2 separate regions of the Pan troglodytes genome follow, and region 2 is linked to region 1. The links are chromatin contacts, called in public Hi-C maps. All regions are on one chromosome and are shown on one strand. Each heading gives the region's core, a stretch centred on a gene start, on an enhancer-like site or on the middle of the called end of the contact. The rest is flanking DNA. Distances are from core to core; before and after follow the strand shown.

Region 1 (7,103 bases), core at 2,210-4,709:
CGGTGGGCTTGAAGAGGCAGTTGTTTGTCAGGACGCTGAGCAAAGAGGCCTGGCTTTGTGTCCAGAAGGCAGGAGGATGTCAGCATTCTTGCCACCACAGCCTGCCTTACTCCCTTCTGAAGACAGACTTAGCCCCAGCAAATCTTTTCCTTGTAGTGGCATCTCTCTCCTCACACAGCAGAACTGGCTGGAAATGCGGGAGTGTGGGGGGAAAGGAGGGAAGAGGAGCTTTTTTTCAGTCTGGGTTTCCTACACCCTAAGCCAACAGTCCTCCTGCCTGATTACGAGAATTTGAGCCCCCTCCCCTCCCCTCCTCTGCCCCTCTGGCCAACAACCAGACCCTGTTCTCCCTCCTTCCACCCAGGCAGGGGGTGTCTTAGGGCCCTGCCTTCCTCTGGCCACATCTCCTTACCTGGCCCATGATTGTCACTGTCCCTTTGTCCCTGCCCTGGCCTGGGCTGAGGGCCCGCCTGGCCTCAGAGCAATTTGCCCTGGATGGCAATGCCTCACTGAAATTCCACCGCAGACCCCAGGGGAAAGCAGACAGACACATGAGAGTCTGAAATCAGCAGGGAGAGGCGCCCCCTGACCACAGCCGAGTTTGGGAGGGACCTGCTCTCCGTAGGCAGCTCATTGATCCACTTTCTGATCACTATTCCTCACTCATCACGAGACAAATAACGCTGGCCCCAACCCAGCCAGGCAGTCGGGAAGGCGGCTCCGTGTGTAGAGAGTAGAAAATGAGCCTGCCTGTGTTCATTCTAGGAGAGGAGGGAGTGAATGGTGTGTAATATCCCTGCGTACTGAGTAGGGACCAGGGGGCTGCTTTAATATTCTGCTGAATGTCGCGTTTCTTTTAACCCTTGCTGGAGAGATTTTCAGCCCACAGAGTCAGGCTCCTTCCTGTCAGGCCACTGGCAAAGTTTCCAGGCTGCAGCAAGGGAAGCCACCGCACCGGGGGTAAGTGGCTCCGGAAGGCCTGGGCGTCAGGGCCCTGCCTACCTGGCTGGGCTCTGACACAATGGCACCCGCGGGCAGCTTCCGGCAAGCAGACAGGGACCTCTGGCTAGGCAAGAAGAGGGGCAGGGAGGAAACTGACCACGTCCTCATGCCTGCTGTGTTTCCATACGTTTGCTCTCCAAACTACTTCGCTTGCATGCACAGGAACCCAATGCCGAGAGCACGCTCCCCAAAGTGGGCACCCATCTCCTCTGAGACCCGGCCACTGAATCTCTGGGGGCGCAAAGAGCCGCGGGCCGGACCGAGCCTCGGACCTGCATGACGCCACCCCAATGCTGCAAGTCCAGTCTGGAATTGCCCTTGCAAATGCGCTCACCCTGGCTTTCCTGCCCGGTTTGGGGGTATATATCCCCTTGAATTTCCAATTTCAACTGCTCCCACACGTGTCTCTCAATAAGTCAAACCCAGGCATCCCTGCGCCAGGGTGTTGACGGCACTCCACACGGCTCCAGTCTTCTCCTGCACGTTCCAAAAAGCAAACCCCTCCTTGCTCCCCTCCCTACAAAGCCCAGCAGTCCCTGAGGGCAGCAGGAGACTGAGGGCAGACAAAAAGCCACCTTCGGAAAAGCAAGCGAGAGCTTTCTAGGCATTAATCGCCGCACCCCCACGCCGCCACCAGAACAAACGTGGGATGCTGTGGTCTTCGCCAAAAGGGAAGGGAATCTTAGCCGCGCCTCAGGGCCCGGAATGCCCCTCCAGCTTCACTTCCAGAAGGGCAGAGCTTTCCGGAATGGCGGGGGGCACCAAACCATCGTGTTTGGGGGAGTTTCCACTGGGCAACCGGTCACAGTTTCGCGAGGAACGAGTAACAAGCGGAGCGAGCTCCCAGATGGGAACGCTGCGCGGTCGCCAAGAGCTGCTCCTCCCCGGCTTGGAGTCCCCCAGAGGAGTCCCACCCGGAGCAGGACACCGGAAAGTGGGGCTGCTAGCCGGACTGCGGCAGCGCATCACCCCTAGAGTTGGTTTTCTCCCGACAACTCCAACTCCGCTCTCCCGCGGAGCTGTGTTCCCAGGAAGCTGCCGCGGCCGCTGCTAGGCTGCAAAGAACAGGGGCGGGGGAAGGGGCGGGAGGCGGGGAGCTGGGCCGGGATTTCCCACAGGGATTCGCGAGCGCTACCGAGCGCCCAGGCTCCCCGCCGCGCCGGGCACGGTGTCTTTGGAGCGCGCTTTCCCAGCCACCAAGCCGGAGGCACCGCCAAGTCTGAGCTGGCAGAGAGTGACGCTGCCCGACGACTCCCGGCCGCCGAGTATCCTCTCCGGGGTGGTGGAGAGGCTGGGAGACTTTAGGTAGGACCGACCACTCACCCCAGCCCACTCCTGTTCCAAGGCTCAAGAGGCGAAAAGGGTTTCCACCTCTCCCCGACTGACCCTGGAAACGTGCAGTCCCACAGGCGCCCGGACCACCAGACTGGTCCCCAAGGGTACGGCCAATGAACTCCACCCCTCTCCTTCGGCGGCCACTTGCGGGATACCACGGCAGAGCTTCTCCGGCCCCCGCGCGCAGTGCTTGCACGCCAAGCAGAGTCCACTAGCCCGTGGACTGCGAGCTGGGGAAAAGGAGGTGGCGCGCGGCTGCTCAGAAGCGTATCCGTGCCTGGGAGCAGACGGGCGCCAGTACTCCAGGAGCCGGATGGCCAGAGGCACCCCTTTCTCCCCAACGCCCAGCTCTGGCTCTGCCCCAGAGCTAAGGAGCATGCACCGCAATGCAGCGGGCTCCGAGCTCTCCGAGCGGGGGCTGCGGGAGACCGAGGCTACTAGGGAGTGCCGGGGCGAGGAAGCCGGGGGACTCGCGAGCCAGTTTCGGGCGCTAAGAGCCAGCCGGGGGCGCTCTGGTGGGTGCCGCCCAAGCCCCGCGCTCGGCAGCGGCCGAGGCTCCCAAACCTCCTCGCCCTCGGGTCCCGGGATGCCTGCACCGCAAAGCAGCCAGAGGAACCCCGCGAACCGCGGAGCACAGCAGTCCCGAGGCGGCCGGCACCAGCAGCCAACTTGCTCCGTGGAGGGTACGTTACCTTCCATCGCAGCCACTGCGGATGCCAGGAGGAGCAGTAGCAGATAATCCAGGGCCATCGCCGGCCGGCGGCCCCCAGGCCGAGACCAAGCCGAGGCAGCAGCGCCGGGAGAGCGCCGCGTCCCAGGGCGCCGCTGCGCTCTCCGCGGGTGGCTTCTCGGTATCCTTTCGCGCTCTCGCCCGGACCGGACTTCCCGGAGCGCTGCGTGGGCGTGGGCAGGAGTGTGTGCGCGTGGGGCGGTGCGGGCGCGCGTGGGTGTGGGTGTGCATGTGTGTGTGTGTGTTTATGGGAGAGGTGGGTGTGTGCGTGCGTGTGTGAGAGAGAGAGGGCGAGGGAGAACGAGCCTGGGAGAGCGCGCGAGAGCGAGTGCGTCCTGGTGTCACATTGCTAGCTACAGCGGAGCCTACGGGAGGACGGAGCCGGCCAGACTGACGCGGGAGGGAGCGGGATCCCCCACCATCAGCTCTCTCCCCACCCCTAACACCTCCTGTCCAATCAAGGAATCAAACCTGCAAAATTCCCCCGGCCAATCAGGCGCGAGCACCTCCTTACACTGGCATTGTTAGTTTAAGAAAAACTTTTGCTTGCAAGGCTGTGCGGGAGGGCTCGGAAGGCGCTAGGAGGGGTCCGGGCTCCCCCTCGTGGTGCTCTCGGAGAACCGCAGCGGCCCGCCCAACTCACCCTGTCCCCACATAGGGGGCCCAGCGAAGGAGCTGGGGAGGCCTCGTGCCCTTACATCCCACCCAGGACTGGATCCGCTTTAAATGATCAAATGAGCCTTCGTTCATCTTCTCTGTGACAAGAGCACCCTGCCTACCCTGTTTAGAGCAACTCCAGGGGCGCACCCGTGCCTCTCCTCCAGAGCTCTTCACTCTCTAGCATGGGTTGGTATTTACTAATCGATTTTGTTTATCGTGGGGTCTCCCCCTTATTAAAATGGGGTCACCATTTTCGGATTCTTGCCTATTTTGTTCACTACAGAATCCACAGTTCACAGAACAGTGCCTGGCCTGTGGGAGGCATAGTACATGTCCGTCGAAAGAATGAATACTGTTCAGATAACCTGTGGGCACTTGCTCCAGGGTCCACAGGGAACCGGACTTGCTTCCTGTCCAACGTTTCCCAGCTCTTTTTCTGCAGAAGCCTCTGGTTGCCTTTAGTGTTCACTTCCCAGTGCATTGTGAACTTCCACAGAGGGCCCTGACCCCAGAGGACAGCTCAGCGTGGGGAGACCAGGAGTCACACAGTCAGCTATAAAACAGAAGAGCCTGCAAGAGGGCTCTCCCAGGCCGGTGCAAGGCGAGGTGCACTGTTGCTGTGGGCCAGGCCTTCAGTGTGGGTGGGAAGGACTTAGGCAGCAACTGGGGATGCAGCCTTGGAGATAGGAGCAATTCTCCCAGGCTCAGCTCTCACAGCTACACTTTATCTTCCTGTTTCTGGAGATGGTCAAGGGTTCTAAATCAGAAACTCACCTTGAGGCTGTTATATGTTATGCTGGAGATGTGTCCTTCCCTCCTCTCCCGCCCCCCCTACATACCTGATGATAGTCTGGTCCTACAGGGTCAGGGATGACCCGTTAGGTTCCCCACCCCTCCTCCTACGCCTCTCACCTTGGAGGCACCAATCCTTTCCCCTGGTCTGTTAATGAGCTAACAGTGGGCAGATGCGATATTTCCCTTTGGGATGACTCTCCTTTCTGGGCTTTTCAGTTCCCCACACCCCCCACCTCTGCGTGTCTAGTCTCTCCTTTGCTGGGACTGCTTCCTCTCCACCACAGCCAGACTCAAGTCCCCCAATCCTGACAATTCTTTCCTTCCCTGGCTCTGACTCAGGCTGCCTTCCTCCTCCCCTCCCCTCCCTCCTACCCCACCTCTGTGCCTGAAGGGAAGATGTCATCAGCCTCCACCTTCTCATCATCCACCTTAATGCCATGTTAGCTGCCCTCTACGCCTCCACACCACCAGCTGTGTCGTGATGTCCCTGGAGCCACCTGATGTCACCCTGGGCAACAACCTGCTCCTAGTTAGCTGTCATCCTCCTGCACTGTCAGCACCTGCTGACATTGGTGTCCAGTAGATCTTTTGGGGCTCTGGCCCCAGTTTCCATGGTCCTGCTTCTCCTCCTACCCGTCTTGCCACTTCTTACTGTTCCCTCTGTTACCTCTTCAGCTTTCAAGAGAGGTATCCCCCAAATTCCATCCTTGGAGTTCGTCCTCCTGGGGTACATGGGCAACTCCTTGGCAGCTTCACTTGCTTTTTTACCCCCAGCCATCCCCTCATGGATGGACAGGTGGATGGATGGATGGGTGAGTTTCACACTCTTCCCTCCCCCTTTCACTATATCACAGTCACTTGGTAGGCATGTCTGGCAAAGCCCCCGCTCTGCCATGTCCTCCTCCTTATGCCCTTGTCCTATGCCTATGCATCTGACCCAGTGTAAACCCATACTACCTTCCCCTGGACAACTGGAGAGTCTCTGAATGACAGTCCAGCTTCCCTCCCTCCCCTTAATCCCTCCAAACTCTGCTGCCAAACTCATCCTTCTCAAGCCAACCTTGATATTATCTCTTCCCTGCATAGCAACCTAGTGGCTCCTCACTGTCTGCTGAAGAGAGACTGACCACTCTAGCATGACATTCAGACTGCTTTGTAAGCTCTCTGAAACCTGCCTTCTCAGCCCAGGCCCTGCTGGTCTTTCTCTGGGCCTAGGGTATCCTCTTGCCATCTCCACAACCACACCCAGGCCAGTCATGTGCTCACCCACGTATTCAGGCAGGCCCTGTTCTAGCTGTGGGAACACAGTAGACAGCCCTTCTCTGAGGGGTCTTACCATGTGCTGGAAGGGTGGCAATAATAAGCAAATAGGCAGTGGCATGTCAGGTGCTGAGGAGAGCTCTGAAGAATCACAAAGCAGGAAGCAGCAAGAGAGTGACAGCGGCTAGTTAGACATGCTGGGAAGACCTTCTGTTTACTGAGCACCTTCCGCCACAAGCACTGTACTGGATGTTTACTTGCACAACTAAAATGAGTTGAATTGAATTTCCTGACCTCTATTCCTACCCAAATCCCACCTCTCCCAGGAAGCCTTTTCTTCTGTCCCTCTTCCTGATACCCTCATGTTATATTTCTGTGGGTACTGAATGGCTCTGTCAGACATGGCTGAAGGTATAAATGACCATTATCCAACTAACTGCAGAATGTCACACCTGGGAGTGCGCTTGGAGCCCACCAAGTACAGGGATTTCAAGTAGAACCCAGCTAGGGACTTTGAACTTGTGCCAGGATAAATACAGCAACATCACCAACTAGGCCTTCTAAAAATACTGATCCCTAGGCCTGTCAGTAGGGATGAGGTAGGCCCGTGATATGGTTTGGCTGTGTCCACACACAAATCTCATCTTGAATTGTAGCTTCCATAATTCCCAGTGTCGTAAGCGGGACCTGGTGGAAGGTAATTGAATCACGGGGTGGGGTGGGGGGTTCCCATGCTATTCTTGTGATAGTGAATAAGTCTCATGAGATCTGATGGTTTGATAAAGGGGAGGTCCCCCCTGCACACACACACACGCTCTCTCTTGCTTGCTGCCATGTGAGATGTGTCTTGCTTCCCCTTTGCTTTCCGTCATGATTGTGAGGCCTCCCCAGCCATGTGGAACTGTGAGTCAATTAAACCTCTTTCGTTTATAAATTACCCAGTCCCAGGTATATCTGTATTAGCAGCATAAGAACAGACTAATACAGCCCATGAATGTGATTTCATATCCTCCCCTCCCCAATTGACTCTGCTGCATGATGAGGCTTGGAAGCTGCTGTTCTTGGTCCAAGAGCTTACAACTGCCCTGAGGCCTCCTCAGGGGATGCTCATGAAAGTGGCCAAGGAATTGGGGCTTCAGACCTCACCTCTGCTCCAGTAGCTTTTTTATCTTTTTTACTGGGCATCTATATCAGGTTTTTTTTTTTTTTTTTGAAGGAACTGTTCTTCAGCAGGAAAAGAAGGAGGGTGGGGAAGAGTAAGAGGAATTCAAGGAGAGGATTTGGTTGGGTGGTGTAGGGAACATTAACTCATTGATGACTT
Region 2 (6,441 bases), core at 1,150-3,649, 670 kb before region 1:
TGTCATAAAATAATTAGGTCATGGCAAATTAGCACAAATGTTTACAGCAAAATTGCCATGTAAAACATTATCGGTAATATTATGCTAATTGCTGCAGAAGCAAAAGCTGATTATGTTTCGGCAGCGTTAAAATTTGCCACGTCTGCATTTCTCTCCAGCATCACCAGTTTTCCATGAGAGCACCAAGCCTGTGATTTCAGTAGAAGCTTAACTGCTCGTCTTTGAGGCACCAAATCTGAAAAGCGATCTTCCTGAAGACCATGCTAAGGCAAGAACATCCATATAAGGGAGAATTCCTGAAAGTGTTCTAACACTTCAGTGGAAACTCATCAATGCTCTGTACCCAGAATAATCCCATTTCGGAGGGGGCATGGATGGGGCAGATGCATGATGTGCCCTGAGGAGCAGAGGAAACATGGGCTTGGGTTGTGAAGGATCTCAGAGAAGCTCTCCTGGACTGGCCCAAATGTCTCAAACTTTAATGTGCACATAAATCTATTAAAATGCAGCTTCCACTTCAACACATCTGGAGTGAGACCAGGTATTCTGCATTTTTAACAAACTCTGGTGTATGTCTGGAGTGCTGCTGGTCCATGGACCGCATGTTGAATAGCAAGGCCCTGGAGGAAATCTTGTCCAAGGTTGCAAATTCAAATGTCTTGGGGACCAGGTAGGCAATGAAGAATGACAGAGATGGGAGTAAGACAATTTGGAATGGCAGAACCTGTGAGGAAATGGAGGACAAGCAAGTCCATTAAAGGTATCCAAAAGCATTGGAAGAAAGAGAGGGAGGGAGCAGGCGGAGAAGGGAGGCTTTTTTCTGCAATGCTGCAGAAAAGCCTTTTAGCCTAGAGGGATGGAGCCCTGGGTTAGACTTCATGTTGGGGGTTCTTTGGTCCTGCTCTAGCCAGGCATCTGGGACCCTATGTATTGTCCTGTGTTCCGTCACTTTAACCCTGCCTGAAGTCCCTGAGTCTTGTCCTCGGGGTCCAGAGGGCTTCAGTTTTTAGTTATTTAGACTATTGATACTTACATTGGGTTTATCATTTAGTGAGTCCCCACTCTGTGACATGGACTACACTCAGGTGTTCATAGGAATGATTTCATTTCATCCTCACAACAATAGTAGATCGTCTTACTGTGCCCATTTTACAGATGAGGAAACTGAGACATGGAAAGGATAGGCAATTTGTTCAAAGTCTCATAGACAGAGCCAGGGCTGAAATCCTGTGTCTCTAACTCTAAATCATGCCTGTGTCACCATGAAAGTCTGCTTCCCCTTAATTCTCACCCATGAGACCGGCAAGTGCCACAATGCTGTGTCTGTCCTCCTTATAGTCCCAGTGTGTGGTGCAGTGCCTGGTGCTAAATATTTGTTAACGTTGCATGAGTCTTATTTTATATTGGTGGCTTCCTTCTCCAAGAGTAACTCCCAACATCTTGCAAAAGGCAGGTCTTTGTGAGAAAAGATGTTTCATTTCCCAAGATCAGTCCCCTCAACATATGCTGCTGTGTAGAGTTCCCAGAAGGGCGAGGGCTTGCGGAGCGAGGCTCCTGCCCACCACCTTCTCTCATGTTTGCATTTTGAGCATAAGATTCACAAAGTACAGTCCAACTGCTTCACATTATTTTCTTCTGCTCAGAATAATAACCCTCTCGATTATGTTATTCTTTTTTATTATTTATTGTGTGCCCTGGGGAATTTTCATTTTAACCAAGACATTGGTTCAATTGCAAACTGGCAAAGAATGATTTGTAAGGAGATCAGTGTTGGGAGCTTATTAAAACATGTATTTAGGGGATGGTTTGGAAATAGGAAAAGGAAATCTCTCAGGAGAGGAGATATTTTCCGGAGTTGAAAAGAAATTATGGAATATGAGGGAGGGAAAAGAAGAGGACAGGGGAGGAATATTTAAGAAATAAAATTGATAGCAAAATAGGAGGTACATGGAGGAAAAAAATCTAAAGTCATAGCTAGGAAAATAAACAAAACTCCTCAGAAATAAAATATAAATTTGACTTCATTTAAAAGAGAATGAAAAATGTACCCCTCCATCTTGCAAGCTCTCAAATGAGTTTGAGCCCTCAGCTGGATTATTCAGATGTTTTATCTGAAGAACTATTGAAATTCCTGGGAGGGGGCTTCATCCTTACTCTAGAAGTGCAGGGGTTAACCAAGAGCCTCCTGGACCCAGAGACGCCTGCGACGCCCCTCCCAGAGTGAGTGGTCTGGGCACACGGACTGCTCCGGAGCCTGGCTGGACACCTCTGGAAGAAGAGCTGTGTTGTGTCGGCTTTGCAGAAACCACTCCCGTTCCTCCTCCAGGGCCCTGTCAATGTCAGTGGTGCCTCTTGGAGTTGTGCCACATGGTGGCCCTGTCCCCCTTCCCAGGGATCCTCCTGAGCTGACAGGGCAGCTCCCTTCTCTGGGAGGCTTCCTGCTCCCCTCCTGTTTGCTGGGCATCCATTCCTGCGCCGTTGCTCCCCAGGCCTCTAATGGCCTCCATGGAGCATCTTTATTGTGCAGGCGTGATTTATGGGGGCCGGCCAGATGCAGCCAGGCCCAGAGTGCCTCTGCAGGGGCTTTCCCACCCCGGTGTGCTCAAGAGGAGGAGTTAAGGAAGGATGTTTTCACACAGGGAGCAGAAGAGCTTGTTACAAAAGGCTCCAAGCGTTTCGATTCTCATCAGTGAATTCAGAGGCCCTGTGTCAGGCTGCTGGGGGACTGACAGCCGACCGCTGCCCAGCCTCTCAGAGGCAGTTAACAGCAGTCAAGCCTGAGACAACAAACAGCAATTTGTTTTCTTCAGACCTCTGTTTCTGAAATGAGGAAGGCTGAATTTCCTGAATTCTTGGGCTTCCATGGAGAAATTAATTCAGCAATGAAGTCTGGGAGTCTGAGATGCATGTTTTTATTATGCCATTTTAAACAAGAAGGGTGCCAGGTACCATCTTCTTGTTCTCTCTTGGGGGGTGAGGGGTGTTTTCAGCATTGCTTTCAGTACCTCACATAATCCCTTCCCCAACACATGTATACACACGTGCACACACAGTGACACCCACCCCCAAACACACTAGGGTCCTCTGCTGTTGTCTCTACTCACCTCACTCAGTCCAGGAGCAGCCTGGTCATCTTCACTGTTGGGCAATGTGGCCTTTCCTCCACCTTCCAAATGCCTGAGTTTGTGTGCCCAGTCCTCACATTCCCTGCTTTTACATCCCTTGCCAGCACAGGAGCAAAAGTGAGCATGTGCGTTATTAACTTTGTGGTAGGCAACATAATATTCCCCCAAAGACATCCACATCTTAATCTCCAGAATCTGCGCATATGTTGTCTTACATGGCAACAGGGACTTTGCAGCTGTGATTAAATTAGGGATCTTGAGATGGGGAGATTATCCTGGATTATCTGGGTAGGCTGAATGTAATCTCAAGGGTCATGATAAGAGGGAGGAAGGAGGGCCAGAGTGAGAGCTGATATGACAACAGAAGTGGAGGCCAGAGCAATGCGGGGCCACAAGTCAAGGAATGCGGGTGCCTTGAGAAGCTGGAAAAGGCTGAAGGAAAACTCCCTGCTGACACCATGATTTTCATCCAGTGCCACCCGGTTCAGACTTCTGACCTCCAAAGCCATGATGTTTGTGGGAATTTGTTAGAACTGCAATAGGGAACTAGTACAACCTGGGGCAAGGCCAACATGACAGGCAAAGGAAATCCTCCTTTTCTGTCTTTGAGCCAGCAGGACATCGCATCTGTATCAGCTCGCAGCATCTAGGCGGTGGTAGGGGCAGGCAGCAGGAATAGGTGGGGCTCAGTCTTGTGTCATGAGGCTCTAAGAGCTGGGGAAGACTGGATGTCAGGTTGTAGAACTGTGGCAGAAAGCTAGTGAAGTTTTAAATTTAAAACTTGCTGGATTCAGGGTTCAGGGCTAAACAATTACTAACAGCCCTGAACCCAGGGAGTGGGAGGCAGCCTGTATAGGCTAATGGAGGAAGCATGGCCCAGGCAGGCAAGCTGGGGACGGGCAAACGGGAAAATGTGACACTTTCAGACCTTCATTTTTCTACTGCTATATAGTTTCCATGCCTGGCTGATGACCAGAATTATTTGCGGTACCTGATAAAAGTATAGATTTGAGGTCCCATCCTGAGGCACTTGAGGAACTCAATCACCGGCACGGTCTTCAGTAATTTTGTTGCACCAGGTATGGTATCTTGTACCCTCCTAGTCCCAGCCATGTGGATGGGTCCCTATGGCTGAGTCCCTGCCTCAAATTTTCATTCTTCCTGGCAGTCATCCACTCCCACCCCAGCCACAGCACCCCATTGAATGGCATTCTGACTTGACCAGGTGTGGGTCCACAGGCACCCAGTCTGCTCAGTTATCCATCCCAGGCCTTCCCAGCCTCAGCTTAATTCCCTTGTCAGGCAGCTGACCTGCTGAGGTCACAGCACAATGTCCAGTGGAGCTCAGAGGTATTGACAGCTCCTGCTTCTACAAATACATCACATTTCTACCTATGCTGGCTCAGAACCTTTTAATTCTTTCTGTTCCTTCCCTACCCTTTCCAACTGGACCCCAGAACTGGGGCAGCTGAACCATTTTTCCTCCAACAGTCAGGGACTGCTGAAATTCGTGCGCCATTTTCTGTACTAAGACTCCTGTATTCACTTCCATTTAAAATAAATATTTATCTATCATTTGTAGGTCATATGCCCGTCTATTTTAGATCTTGCTCCTTTGAGTGCTGGGAAGCATGGCATAGGCGTTAAGACTTGAAATCCCTCCTGAATAGTTCTTCACTGTTTGACTTTGAGCAAGTTCTTCAGCATCTCTTGATCTCAGTGTCCCCATCTGTGCAATGGGGATAAAAATAGAACCTTGCATATAGTTTTCTTGCCAAGATACAATGAGCTAATTTATTTAAAATCCTTAGAGCAGCACCTGGCAAGTTGTAGGTGCTCAATAAGTGTTAGGTGTTATTATGATTGGTGCCAGCCTTTGAGAGATTTATTTCAGAAATGGAAATTTTAAAAATTTCCCAAGTTTGATTGACTCCATCTTCTAAAACTCTCCTCTTGCCAGCTTCAACTCTCAGCAGACCTTCAAATAGAGAGTGAAAAGAGTGATTTCAAACTCAGCTTATCTTTCTGGCCCTACATCCTTTTTTATAGTTGAGCAAACAAATAGAAATAAGCTCAAAAGGCAGAGCGGAGGGTGGGAGAGGCCAAGGTTGCTCAAGCTGAGACAGCTGAGAGTCAGCCGAGGCTGGTCCACATGAATCTAATCCTCACACCATCTGTTTGCTGATTTTCCCCTCTGCCCTCCTCTTTGAGGAGCAAGACATTCGGAGCAGACGGAATTGAGGGCTCTGCAGACAGGTGGTCCCAGCTCTTCATGCTGGAGTTTTCAATTATGATGCCAGTCAATGGGAGAGAGTGGAGGGCGAAAATGAAAATGGAATATTTGGTTAGCGCTCTGACAAGCCATGAATCAAAACCAGGTGAAATTGCTCTGGGGTCTCGCGGCCTGTCAGCCTCCATCATCCATTCTGCTTGCTCCTCAGCAGTGTAATTCTGCACGCAGACAGTGACGTTCACAGGAAAGCAGACTCCAGCCCCGCATGACTGGGTCTTCCGCGGCCAGCCCTGCCAGGTACATTCTCAGGCCAGGACAGACAATCTGCCTCCGTGGGCCTGCCGGGAAGAGGAGGTGAAGAGGGCGGGACGAGGGGCCGTCAGCAGGGTGGGCAGAGAGGTGTGTCTGACCCACATCACAGCGCTGCAATGCCTGCTCACCTCTCAGGGCTCTCTGTGGGCGCTCATCAGTTCCCTGCAGAGTGGCTATTCATTCTTACTTGAGTAACCCTGGCAGAGGCTGGGAGCTGTGTCTGCTGGGGTCAAGGCCATAAGGCTGCCTCTGGTCAGTAGGAGAAAGGGGAAAGCTGCAAAGGAGAGTGTCTTCTCCAGCCTCTTCTGCCTCTCTTCTCCCCCCACAGCCCTGACTGATTGAACGTCCATCAAGGAAGGAGCAGAGAGTGCTGGACAGGGAGCCCATAAATAGTGAGTTTTGATGGAACACATGAGTGAAGGAATACTTGGTAGAGAGGCCAGGCTGAATTCAATAAAGCAAAGCCTCACTCATTCAAGGGTCTGCCATCCAGGGTGTGGAAAGCTGGCTTCTTTTGTCCTTTTTGTCACTCATGTTCATCATGTAAACATCTGTTGAGCACAGTGAGGATTACAATATGATTCCAGCTCTCAGGACCCCCATGGTCTGGGGCAGCTCAGATAGTAAATTGGAGTAAAGAAGGCAGTGGAGAGGCCAGCCTTGGATTCCAGGAGGTCCTGCGGAGAAAGCTAGTGTCAAGTAGGCCTCTGGATTGTCAGTACCTATTAGGGAGATGGCAGTCAGGGCTGCTGCTTACAGTTATGCAGGTTG

Evidence for each region. A called contact is a pair of places that touch in the nucleus more often than the background predicts.
Region 2: a Hi-C map of induced pluripotent stem cells shows a contact between it and region 1, with 1.6 times the contacts expected there. The contact joins the enhancer-like site here to the promoter of EPHB1 in region 1. A contact is called at or near these places in 1 of 7 Hi-C or Micro-C datasets (induced pluripotent stem cells) and 1 of 1 datasets of contacts at active chromatin or transcription factors (stem cell-derived excitatory neurons).

What each region holds. Positions count from the first base shown.
Region 1 is chr2:138,032,887-138,039,989 of NHGRI_mPanTro3-v2.0_pri, reverse strand. EPHB1 (EPH receptor B1) reads right to left here and starts at 3,459. Exons shown (of 16, transcript XM_001151617.7): 1 at 3,030-3,459. The coding sequence starts at 3,087.
Region 2 is chr2:138,699,154-138,705,594 of NHGRI_mPanTro3-v2.0_pri, reverse strand. LOC107970778 (a long non-coding RNA gene) reads left to right here. Exons shown (of 4, transcript XR_001713648.4): 4 at 159-510. Among named protein-coding and RNA genes, the nearest start is that of PPP2R3A, 500 kb to the left of the region's middle. Within about 2 kb of position 2,399, at least 2 of the 24 cell types and tissues checked have an H3K27ac peak or open chromatin away from gene starts, as enhancers often do. A contact at or near this core is called in induced pluripotent stem cells, where this site is marked.